Regions from separate parts of the Hordeum vulgare genome. Here all the other regions are linked to region 3. Evidence: chromatin contacts called from public Hi-C data. All regions are on one chromosome and are shown on one strand. Each heading gives the region's core, a stretch centred on a gene start, on an enhancer-like site or on the middle of the called end of the contact. The rest is flanking DNA. Distances are from core to core; before and after follow the strand shown. Region 1 holds the start of LOC123440783 (receptor-like protein kinase FERONIA). Region 2 holds the start of LOC123440818 (lysophospholipid acyltransferase LPEAT1-like). Region 3 holds the start of LOC123440794 (protein DEHYDRATION-INDUCED 19 homolog 2).

Region 1 (3,584 bases), core at 940-3,439, 240 kb before region 3:
CCACGAGCTGCACCAATGCAGATCTCCAAACGCTGCCTCCAGCTAAGCGGTGCATTCTGGGTCTTGTATAGGTGTTCACGCAGAGTCCCATGAGCCATGTGGTCATATACCAGGATCATCTCGTTCTTGTCCTCACAGTAACCAATCAGCGACACAAGATGGCGGTGGCGGAGCTTTGACAGCATTTCAATTTCAGTCTGGAACTCATGTATACCCTGCTCAGACAAGGGATTGCCACGCTTGATAGCCACCTTAGTTGTGCCCCCATCGATCTCTCCCTGGTAAACTTTACCGAACCCACCAACACCAAGGATCCGTGACTCGTCAAAGTTCTTCGTTGCAGCCTTGATCTCTGCAAAGGAGAAATGGCGGCATAGGTTCGATGGCAAAGATGAAGCAATACTCCCAGTAGCATGCGACTTGTCTGAGCTTGAAGTGTGTGAATTGCCATACAGCGACAACGGCAGCCAACCAGAATGGCCATCACTCATGCCGGTATCCTTGGCCGTTTTCCTCCGCCTCTTGCAAATGAGGCAGCAATATCCAAGTGCAAGCAGTGCCAAACCTCCAATTACTCCACCAGCAATAGGCCCGACTAGTGAGCTCTTCTTTCCTTGCCCGGTATGCACCGGTGGATCAGCACTTGGGACAGGGTTGGGCCCCGCGAGGCTCCCATTACTAAGTTGCAGCTTGAACACCTCCAGCCCATTGAGAATGGCATCATAGTACTGTGGCTTGTTCCCTGTATCCGGATGTAGAGCCACCCAGAAATCCATAATCCCTGAACCCACGGTGCTGACCACATAGTCCTTGTACACTGGAGTACCAATACTTTTGGGATCCACCCACTGGATCACATCAGCCCCTGTCTGGGCAGTCTGGTTGTTGAGGTAGATGTTGAACACCCGCTGATTGGGCAGCGTAATTGGGGATTGTATCTCACAGAAATGGAGCCTCACAAGGTATGTGAACCCAGCATCCACCTGCACTATCCAGGTGAGATTGTAGGCCAAGTTCACATCCTTGTCAGGCCCCATTGATCGCGCCGTGGCATAGACATCCAGAGGCGCCACATATCCCGGCACATTGTCGGGGTAGGTGATTGTGATATTGGGATCGTTCGGGTAGGATACCCCAGCCCCTGCACCGTAAATGTAAGGCGTGTCGTCGTCCCACGACCGAGCCCCGCCGGAGTCCTTGGAGGGGGAGATCGCCTGGCCTCCGACGTTGAGCCGGTACATGGTCTGCAGAGCAGCACCGGGATCCATCGGGAATGGCTGGTTGTTGGCGTCGCCGGTGACGAAGAAGGGTGTGGCGAGGTCAAAGAGATCTGGGGAGGAGACGACCTCGATGCCGTTGATGAAGGCGTAGGCGTTGCGGCGGGCCTTCTCCGGGGTGAAGGTGAGGTCGAGGGTCGGGCCGGTGACGTTGACGGAGAACTCCCGGACGATGTAGGCGAAGTTGAGCGCCGTTGTGGTCTGGTAGGCGCTGAAGTTGGAGAGGAGCGTGACCTTGGCGGCCGGGACGGAGACGGAGAAGAAGGCGTCGGCGGCGTTCCGGTCGGAGTAGTTGGCCGGGTAGAAGTGCAGGCGGAGGAACTTGCGGCCGGGGCCGAGCGGGAAGGAGTAGGTGAAGGGCGCCGCGGAGACCCGCGCGGTGAGGTAGGGCACCTGCGGCACCGAGGGGTCCTGCGCCCCCGCGGCGGCCGAGGCGAGGTTCGGCGGCGCGTACTTGGAGCCGGCGTCGCCGGCCCACTGCCGGCCGTCCGTGTCGTCCCCCTTCCCCGTGGCGCCGCAGTCGAGCAGGATGTCGTCCCGCGGCACGAACGGGGCCGCGGGCGCGGGCGCGTCGCCCCCTCCCTGCGCCCACGCCGCGGGGACGAGCGCCGCGCAAGCGGCGAGGAGCAGCAGGAGGAGCGCGCATCTCGGGCCTCCTCTCATGGCGCGAGCTGCGTGTAGCTCTGCGTTAGCTCGCGGCTCACAGATCGCCCATCAAACGGCTCTCCCGGCGCCGATCTGGGGCAGATTTGCGTGCGGGTGCGGGAGATGGCGGCCGCGGTGGTGGTGGGGAGGAGAGAGGGGTCGAGGAAGAAGGTGGGAGTGGTTTCGGGGACTACGGGCGCGGCATTAAGCGGGGGGGGTCAGTGGTGGAGGACGCGGTGGCCAGCCAGCAGGGGGCGCGGCTGAGGAAGGCTGCTGCCGCTGCCAAATGCAAGCTGTGAGCCAGCCGAGCCAACACGGAACGGGGCAACGGGGCGAGGGGACCCACCAGCGACGGGGTCGGCGCAATCAGTGCCGAGAGAAAGCGAGAGGGCGACGCGGCGGGAGGAGGAGGGCAGGTGTGGGCCCCGCTAACATGGGTTAGGGGTCGCGACGTGCACCGTCTCGTCAAGAGATCCCGGTCATTTTGACGGTTTGACCTGCGCAGCGCCTGCGTTCCCATCTCGACTGTCAAGATGATGACAATGACCCTTTTTCTTGTAAAGGTACGTATTTCCTATTTATTCGTAAAGGTAATTTTTACTGCAATGTAGTCATTGAAAGGACATAAGGGCATAAACTATGGAGGCGCTAGAATGTTGTGGTTTCAACCTTCACGCATGAAAAAAAACTGCGGGGCCATCGTATGAATAGTTTCTGTCCAACCGAAGCAGCATCACCTCGGGTGCCCCACGTCCTTTCCCGCTTGTGCCTTTTCCAGTTCTACCGCCGTCTTCCCGTTCTCTTTCGCTCTTTCCTTTCTTTTTTTTACCTTTCTAACACTTTATTACGGTGAGGAAGCAGCCTCTTCTGCAAGATCCCGTCTCGATCTGCAAGCATCAGTCTTTTTCCCTTTCTCCTCCACGTCAGCAGGTCCTCCAACGTGGATCAACGGGGCAGCGGTCCAAGCTGGAGCGTTGGTCATGCCCTAAGAGCAATTTTAATGGGGCGATTCATTTTATCCGTTGGCGTTCGTTGGATTTTTTCACGATTTTGACCCATGGGATGAAAGTATTTCACGGAATGAACTCTGATTGAAACCATTTCACGATCCGACCTTTTTTGAAACGCCAGAGCCCGTGGCGTTGCAGACGTACATAGAAACGCCAGTCTAATGTGGCGTTGCAGACCCACTCAAACGCCAGTCTAATGTGGCGTTGCAGGCCACGAGTGAAACGCCATGGTCCATGGCGTTTCAATAACACACATGTTGCTGGCAGCATGCCGTGGGTTGGCTGGATGTCGTCGCTGCGTCCATAGTGGGTCTGCAACGCCAGCACTGTTGGCGTTTCACAATCGGCCTGCAACGCCACATTAGACTGGCGTTGCAACAAAAAAAAACGCCACGGTAGACAGGCGTGTCACTGTAGGGCAGCAACGCCAACACTGTTGACGTTTCACAGTGGGTCTGCAACGCCACGGTAGACTGGCGTTGCAAAAAAAAAAAACGTCACGGTAGACAGGCGTATCACTGTAGGGCAGCAACGTCACGGTAGACAGGCGTTGCATAGTGGGGCAGCAACGCCATGACTTGTGGCGTTTCTAAAAGGGTCAGATCGTGAAATGGTTTCAAATCTGGTTCATTTTGTGCTCATGTTTAGAAAA
Region 2 (3,697 bases), core at 647-3,146, 150 kb after region 3:
CGAGCCCACGAATGAGTTGGAGGGTGAGGGCGTGGTCGGAGATGGGGGCACCGACGTCACCGAGCGCGTCGGCGAGCGCCTTGAGGCGCCGGCTGTACTCGGCGATGGAGAGGTCACCCTGCATCATGTTGCGGAACTCGGCCTCGAGGATGATGGCGCGCTCCGGTTGGTTGTCGCGGAAGAGCAGATGGAGTTGGACCCAGACGTCGCGGGCGGAGCTCTCGGGGGACATCACGACGTCCTGGAGGTCTTCGGCGATCACCTCGTACATCCAGAGGACGATGGTGATGTCGTCGTTGCGCCACACGGCGCTTGTTGGAGCGGGGCCGTAGCGACGTCGAGGTGGTGCTGGACGTTGTGGCGGCAACAGATGAAGTAGAACAGTTGGCGCCACTTGGAGTAGTTGCCGGTCTCCATCTCGAGCTTGCGGGAAAAATGGTGAGAGATGGAGGCAGGGAGGCTGTTGGCGGTGGAGGGGCCGGCATTGGGTGTGGTGGCGCCTGGGGCGCCGAGGGTGAGGTGCGGGACCAGCTCGTTGCCGGCGGTACGCAGGGCCACCGGGGGAGGGACGAGCTCGCTGCCGGCGGTGCGCAGGGCCACCGCGGGAGGACGAAGGAGGGCGGCGCTGGGGGCGGCGGGCGGCCCGGGGGTTGAGGAAGAGGGCTCGGCAAGGGGCTGCTTGCCCCGATCGGTGGTGGGAGGAGCGCGAGCGGGGATGGGGGCTGGAGGTGTGGCGAGGCTAGCCGAGCGGGTGGCAGCAGGAGGAGTGTGAAGATCAGCTGAGCGAGTGCGGCGTAGGAGATGATTCATGGCGGAAGCGGAGGATCAAAGGCTCTGATACCAAGTTAAATAATGGAGCAATCACCACACATTGTATTCCATCCCTCAAGGGGTATATATATACAGTTACAGAGAGGTGAGGGAATCGTGGGGGAGAGCCACAACGGACGTGAGCCGGGCATGCAGCGCATGCGGTCGTGGAGGAGAAGGACTCGGGCAGGCCGTTAGCCACGCCGTGGGGATCCTGATGACGTGTTCCAACATTATTGACCTTATATTTCAAACATATTTGAGAAGTGTCGATAGAAACAAAATAAAGTGTTTAGTTATTTTTGATCAGACAATAACGGAACAGACTTTTTAAGTGTATAGGAAACCCGTTTGTAGATGCTCTTAGTCATTCTATGCCGGTGTTAATTTTTACTTCCCGACTAAATCGCAGATTATTTGCACCAGTACACAACCTACCAAAAGTTAATCATATTTTGATTGAGATTATTCAAGAGCATCTTCTACTATCTTTCCTACTAATAAAACAAATGAAAAAGGGTGAGATGATGTTAACAGGACGGCATGAATCGAAGAATCATAGTGGTGAACACCAAATTATAGAAAAACATTCGATTTAGCTAAATCACATCTAAATGCGTTCTAAGTATAATAAACTTGAATTCTATGACTTTAATTTTACGTGAAGATTAATGTAGTGTTTATTTTTTATTTTTTATGTTTAAATTAAACCATTTAGATATGCAATAATAATGACACATTTAGATGCACCCTAAACAGACACAAACAATATGTCTTTTTTACCTTTTTTTCGGGTGAATATAAGTTGTTTACTGATGCCATATAAAAAGCGAACATGTATAATAAGATTTTTTTTTTTTTCTGTTTACTTCGTACTCATGTCAGTTCCAGTATAATCCACCAAGCCTTCGAGAAACGCCAGAGCAATCCAATAAACCGTTCAACATGTAAAAAGAATAATAATCCAGAAAACAGAAGCTGGTTCGCCGTCACGGATTGGATCGAAACGGACGCGTGGTGGATTCTGTCATTGCAGCCGACCGCACGTCAACATTTGCGTGTATTTTGTTGAGCTTGGCCAGGCTAGTTCGAGTCGTCCACGCAAAGTCGTAGTGCTCCCGCAGGTCCTGAGCCGTCCGATCCAGATCCCACGCTCTTTCTCCCGTCCCCCCCCCCCCCCCCCCCCCATCCCCGCCCCGCCGTGGTCCTCCTCCGCCTCCTCCCCGGCCCACGACCGACCAGTCGACCGCCATCAATCTCTTCCCATCCCCACCTCCACCTCCACCTCGGTGCTTCTCTCCCCGTCATGCAGACCTAGGTCTAGGTGCTAAGGCTACCGCTAGCGCTAGGTCTAAGCTTCTCCCTCCGTCTCCGCCACCATGGCCGTCGACGCCGCCACCGCGCCCTCCGAGCTCGGCAGCAGCATCCGCGGCGAGGGGGAGGTCGCAGCCAAGCCGCGCCCCTCCGCGGCTGCACCGGCGGCGCAGGAGAGCCTCGCGGAGCTGGACCGGAGGTACGCTCCGTACGCGCGGCGGGACGCGTACGGCCCGATGGGCCGCGGCCCCCTCGGGGCGGCGGAGGCGGCGCGGACGGCCGTGGCCGCGGCCGTGCTCCTCCCGCTCCGGGTCGTGGCCGGCGTGCTCGTGCTCGTCGCCTACTACCTCGTGTGCCGCGTGTGCACGCTGTGGGTGGAGGAGGAGCGGGCGGGGGGCGAGGGCGAGGGGTACGCGCGGCTCCAGGGATGGAGGCGGGCGTGCGTCGTGCGGTGCGGCCGCGCTCTCTCACGTGCCATGCTCTTCGTCTTTGGCTTCTACTGGATCCGCGAGCACGACCGCCGCTTCCGTGATGCCGAGGTAGCAATTGTGAACTAGTACTTCCTATTTTCTAGTATTTCTGTATGCAAGGCGCAGCCCAGCGTGCCTACTACCTGTTGCCTGCTTGCTTGATACCTCTGCAATGGTAGAACTGGATGCTGTGAGAGCTCGTTATGTGTGGGACCTAGTTGTTCATGGAATCATGGTTGTGGTGCTTGTCTAGTCTGACGGAGTTGGAAATACACATTTCGGGGAACGTCTCTGCTGCGTGCTGCCTATCTGAGGAGAGCATGTCTTGTTGAGTCCTAGCAGGTAGATTGGTGTTCCCTTGCGGCTAACTTGAACCCCCGGCTTCCTTGGACTGGATCAAAATGTAGCATATGCACTTGCTTAAATTTGATCAGTGCATATGCCCATCCTGTAAGCCTAGCATGCCTTCATCAATATACTTTGTGAATACTTGCTTGCTGTTTACACTCATGAATGATGCATGAGGATTATTCCTTCTGGTGCAAATGTTTGCACTATTGGAGAACTATTGGTGATCATGGGGTTAAAATCCGTAGATCAAATAATAGGATGCAACTATACTGTGTTGAACCTGTTTGTTATTTAAGGTAGTATTCACTCATAGCTTTGTTCAAGGTCCTCTGTCATCTTCCCAGCAAGCGAAAATAAGACCGTTCGAGATAGTGAAACATTTTCCTGTATCCCACTTTATCTCCAGACAGTTATGTGCAAGCAGACGTGGTGGCGTCGGCCACTCAGGCGAGGGCATAGCAGTTTTTGACTTTGTACAGCTCTTCCCTTTTTAGGCCTTGGGTTTGTTTTGATTTGTTGTGCTTTTCTTTTCCGTGTCAGGCCACTTGGCCTTATGTCTCTTGCACCTTCTTGATGTTTCTTCTAACACAAAATGACGCATGTTTGAGAAAAAAGAAGTGACACATTACCTTTTTAGTCAGTGAACTATGAATTTGAACTAATGTTTAGTGTTCATTCTGAATTACATACGCCCAGTGGCGGAGCTTGCCAAAAATTGTTTGGCGGGCCAAGGTGGCCCATGCTGAAGAAAA
Region 3 (3,495 bases), core at 368-2,867:
GTGGAACGGCACACTGCACGCGCCCACTCCACTCCACGTGCCTCCTCGGGACCGACACCAAAACCCTAGCTTTCTCCCCCGTCCCTCGAGGTCTCCGGCCACCGACAACAATGGGGTGGTGGAGCACCGACGGCAATAGGAAGGGGCGCATGACCACGAGGCTGGGTCTTCGTCCGGCGGCCGCCGCGCCGCGAGCGAGCCACGCCGTTCTCCTCCTCTGCCACGGCGTGCTCCGGTAGCCTTCTCCATTGCCCCTCCGGGCGCCCCAGCGCGCTCCCGGCAGTACGTCCATGCGGATGTGTGCCGCCGCTATTGGGATACAAGGACGCCGCTCCCCTGGATCGACATCCACTTGCCGAACAACTGGCACCCGTCCGCCGATCGGGTGCCGATCCCGCCGGTGCCAATGAGCGACCGTGCCCGCCGCGACGAGATCCAACGCCGCCGCCGCCTCCCCGATGACCTCTACTACGACCCGAGGTACACCGTGGATTCCCCCTGTGGGGCACTTGGTTCCGTGATGAGCACGACGTGCGGCGCACGTCCTATTTTGCCGGCGAACACAACAGCCCGCGGCGGGCACATACAGAGCGCCGTGCGCGCCCTCCGAGCCCTTCCCAGGTGCGCGGGCGTACGTGGGTGCGCGGCCTGACGCCCTCCCCGTCGCCGTCGCCCTCTCCGTCGCCACCACCACCTCCCCGCATGACCGAAGAGGAGGAGGCCCGACTCGTCCAGCGTGTCATGGAAGATTCCATGAACACGTACGATGAGCGCGAGTGGGTGGGGCCAGAGGAGATGATGGCCCTCTCTGCGGACGGCGACATGGCCATCCCGGCGGAGCAGCCCGTGACGGTGAAGGAGGTGCACGAGGAGCAGCCAGTGGACGCGTTCCCTCCGAATCTGGTGGCCGAGCGCTCTTCGTGGTCGTGCACGACCACGGAGATGGCTGAGGGAGTGGGAGCTGAGCCTTGGTGTCCCAAGCCGTTGCGGTCACCGGAGCGCAAGTCATCGCCGCGCGGGGAGGTGGTGCAGGCGTCGCCAGCGCCGCCAACCTTCCAGGGGCCGTCGGCCCACCTCTGGATGATGCCGCCTGACATCAACCTCACTGGCGACGATGAAGACAACGACGACGCCTGAAGACGGCGACGGGCACGACAGCAGCGCGGGACGACACATTTTATCAGTTTTTTTAAATTATGTTAATTAAGGACTGTGGGTCGAGGGGCCGTTAAACAATGTTTTTATTAATGTATGCGTTCTATTTATATTTTTCTCGCATTTTTTGTTTGTTCTATTTTTTTTAAATGCATGTCCGTCCTGTATGATTTGGGGTGCGGTCACGCGTTGGACACAACAACCCGGCCACGGACCGATCTAAACATGTACAACCCTATTGTCGTACCAAACGGACAGAATCCGGACCAAACGGACGTTCGGATGGGGTCGCGCTAGAGTTGGCGTGAGTGAGAAGCATCTCACCAAAAACATACACCACTGACAGCGACGGCCCACCCTGCAAATAGCAGTGACTCACCGTAGACCAAGTGCAGGCAACCACTACCCACCACCCTCCTCCCACCTTTCCGTCCCCATAATTCCTTCCTTCCAATCACTCACACGCACCGACCCACACCCGAGCAAACGGCCAACAGACACCGCACGCTCGCTCGCTCGCGCGCACACCCAAGCAGTGGAAAGAGGAGAGCGGACAGAAAAGAAAAGCCTGGAAAGCCAAAAGAAATCCACCAAACACCTCCGGAAAGGGGAAAGGAGAGAGAGAGGCGAGGCTAGGGTTTCGTCGTCCAATCCCGCCATGGATTCCGGCGACGCGTGGGGCCGCTCCTCCTCCACCTCCTCCTCCGCCGCCGCCGCCGCAGCCGCGAGGCGCCTGCAGTCCCGCTACGGTAACGATCCATCGATCGATCGGCTGGTTTCGTCTTTCTTTGGTTCGGCGTTTGGGGCTGATGCGCGATTGGCTACGGTGGCTCGCCAGATCTGTACATGGGGTTTGACGACGCGGACGCCGGCGGGGACGAGGTGGAGGCGCGCGGGGCGGAGGCCTACAACTGCCCCTTTTGCGGCGAGGATTTCGATTTCGTAGGCCTCTGCTGCCACATCGACGACGAGCACGCCGTCGAGGCCAAGAGCGGGGTATGCCGCCTCGCCCTATCTTCTAATTCGCCTTCTTGCGATTCGCTCCGTCGGGTCCCGTTTGAGCCTTAGAGATAATTTAGCCGAAATGGGACGTTTTACGCCAAATACTGTTAGGGATGTGTCGCGCTTGAGGACGGAAATGTTGATAATGGTGCAATTAAGGAACCCCTACGTTCTAGTGCTTGGGAAAATCCATTGTTCTTGTAATTTTGGTATGGGATAGGTTTATTGCTTTGCAGATTGCTCAAGAGATGAGATTCTTGAATGTTCTGCTGGAGAATTCTTGTTTGTCTTCGGTAGTTCGCGACGGAAATGTAGAGATCACGTTCCCTTTTGGGTGATTGCGTTGGAACATTTTAGGAACCAGCTCCTTTGAAGGAGAGCCTTTTTATGGTGGCGCTGGTTGAAAATGCGGGAAGTGGTGGCCTCTGGCGTTCCTACAGGAGTCTTTATGTGCTGGACTCTTAGTGATTATGATTCTTGGGAAGTACCGTCGTTCTGAATTTTGAAATTCACATGGGTTCTTTTATCTGTTGTGTTAGCTAAATATTTGTTTTCCTTTGGTCAGTTTGGTTTTTGGAATGTAGTTCCCTTGGGTTAGAGGAGTATTAGATATTGTTAATTCTAGAGTGAAAGCGTTGCAACTAGCTGCAACAGTTTTGTGTTATGGCTGGTAAATAAGATTGGCTGTACACAGTGGCGAGTCTAGGATGAAAGTGGAGTATATGCTCAAAGCTTTAGACACTAATCTGAATGGAGGAAATAAAAGTCAAATGTAGGTTTGTTGATTTAAATTTTAGACTGTGCATCAAATAATCATGACATCAGTGAAATTCCTCACTTCATTTAATATTAGCGATGAAAGTGTGAAGCGGTAACTTCTGAACAATAACCATCAACTGTGATAAAATTCTTAGCATATAGCTCAATCGGTCTAAAATATAAGCTGTGCATATATCTTTGACCAACCAGTTAAAAAATGTGGATTATCTGATACAAAAGAGGTGTTATTTAAAAGTTCATTTCAACACGAATCCAACGATGTCAATTTTGAATCACACAATCCATATATTATTGATGTATTAAAATCGTGATCAAAGATAATCTTGAGAAATGGCTATATTTTAGGCCGAAAGAACTATCTCAGCTAGTTAAATATATTTATTAGTACTGAATGTTGAAAGAAAAGAACTACATGGTCTCTGGTTACCAACATGTTGTGCGACACGAGACGACAAGAGAGGGGTTCGACAACAAGCTACCTAGCTGGGCCATAGGCATTAAGGCCCAAGTGCCGCTTGCTTCGTCCAGAACAGTGTCGGCACTGCCACACGTATTAAC

What was found. A called contact is a pair of places that touch in the nucleus more often than the background predicts.
Region 1: a contact with region 3 is called in a Hi-C map of seedling, with 4 times the contacts expected there. The contact joins the promoter of LOC123440783 here to the promoter of LOC123440794 in region 3. A contact is called at or near these places in 4 of 6 Hi-C or Micro-C datasets (leaf and seedling) and 1 of 1 datasets of contacts at active chromatin or transcription factors (embryo).
Region 2: a contact with region 3 is called in a Hi-C map of seedling, with 3 times the contacts expected there. The contact joins the promoter of LOC123440818 here to the promoter of LOC123440794 in region 3. A contact is called at or near these places in 4 of 6 Hi-C or Micro-C datasets (leaf and seedling).

What each region holds. Positions count from the first base shown.
Region 1 is chr1H:406,802,230-406,805,813 of MorexV3_pseudomolecules_assembly, forward strand. LOC123440783 (receptor-like protein kinase FERONIA) reads right to left here and starts at 2,190. Exons shown (of 1, transcript XM_045117334.1): 1 at 1-2,190. The coding sequence starts at 1,940.
Region 2 is chr1H:407,198,040-407,201,736 of MorexV3_pseudomolecules_assembly, forward strand. It overlaps LOC123440818 (lysophospholipid acyltransferase LPEAT1-like), which reads left to right and starts at 1,897. Exons shown (of 8, transcript XM_045117368.1): 1 at 1,897-2,663. The coding sequence starts at 2,190.
Region 3 is chr1H:407,047,226-407,050,720 of MorexV3_pseudomolecules_assembly, forward strand. It overlaps LOC123440794 (protein DEHYDRATION-INDUCED 19 homolog 2), which reads left to right and starts at 1,618. Exons shown (of 5, transcript XM_045117350.1): 1 at 1,618-1,904; 2 at 1,994-2,151. The coding sequence starts at 1,814.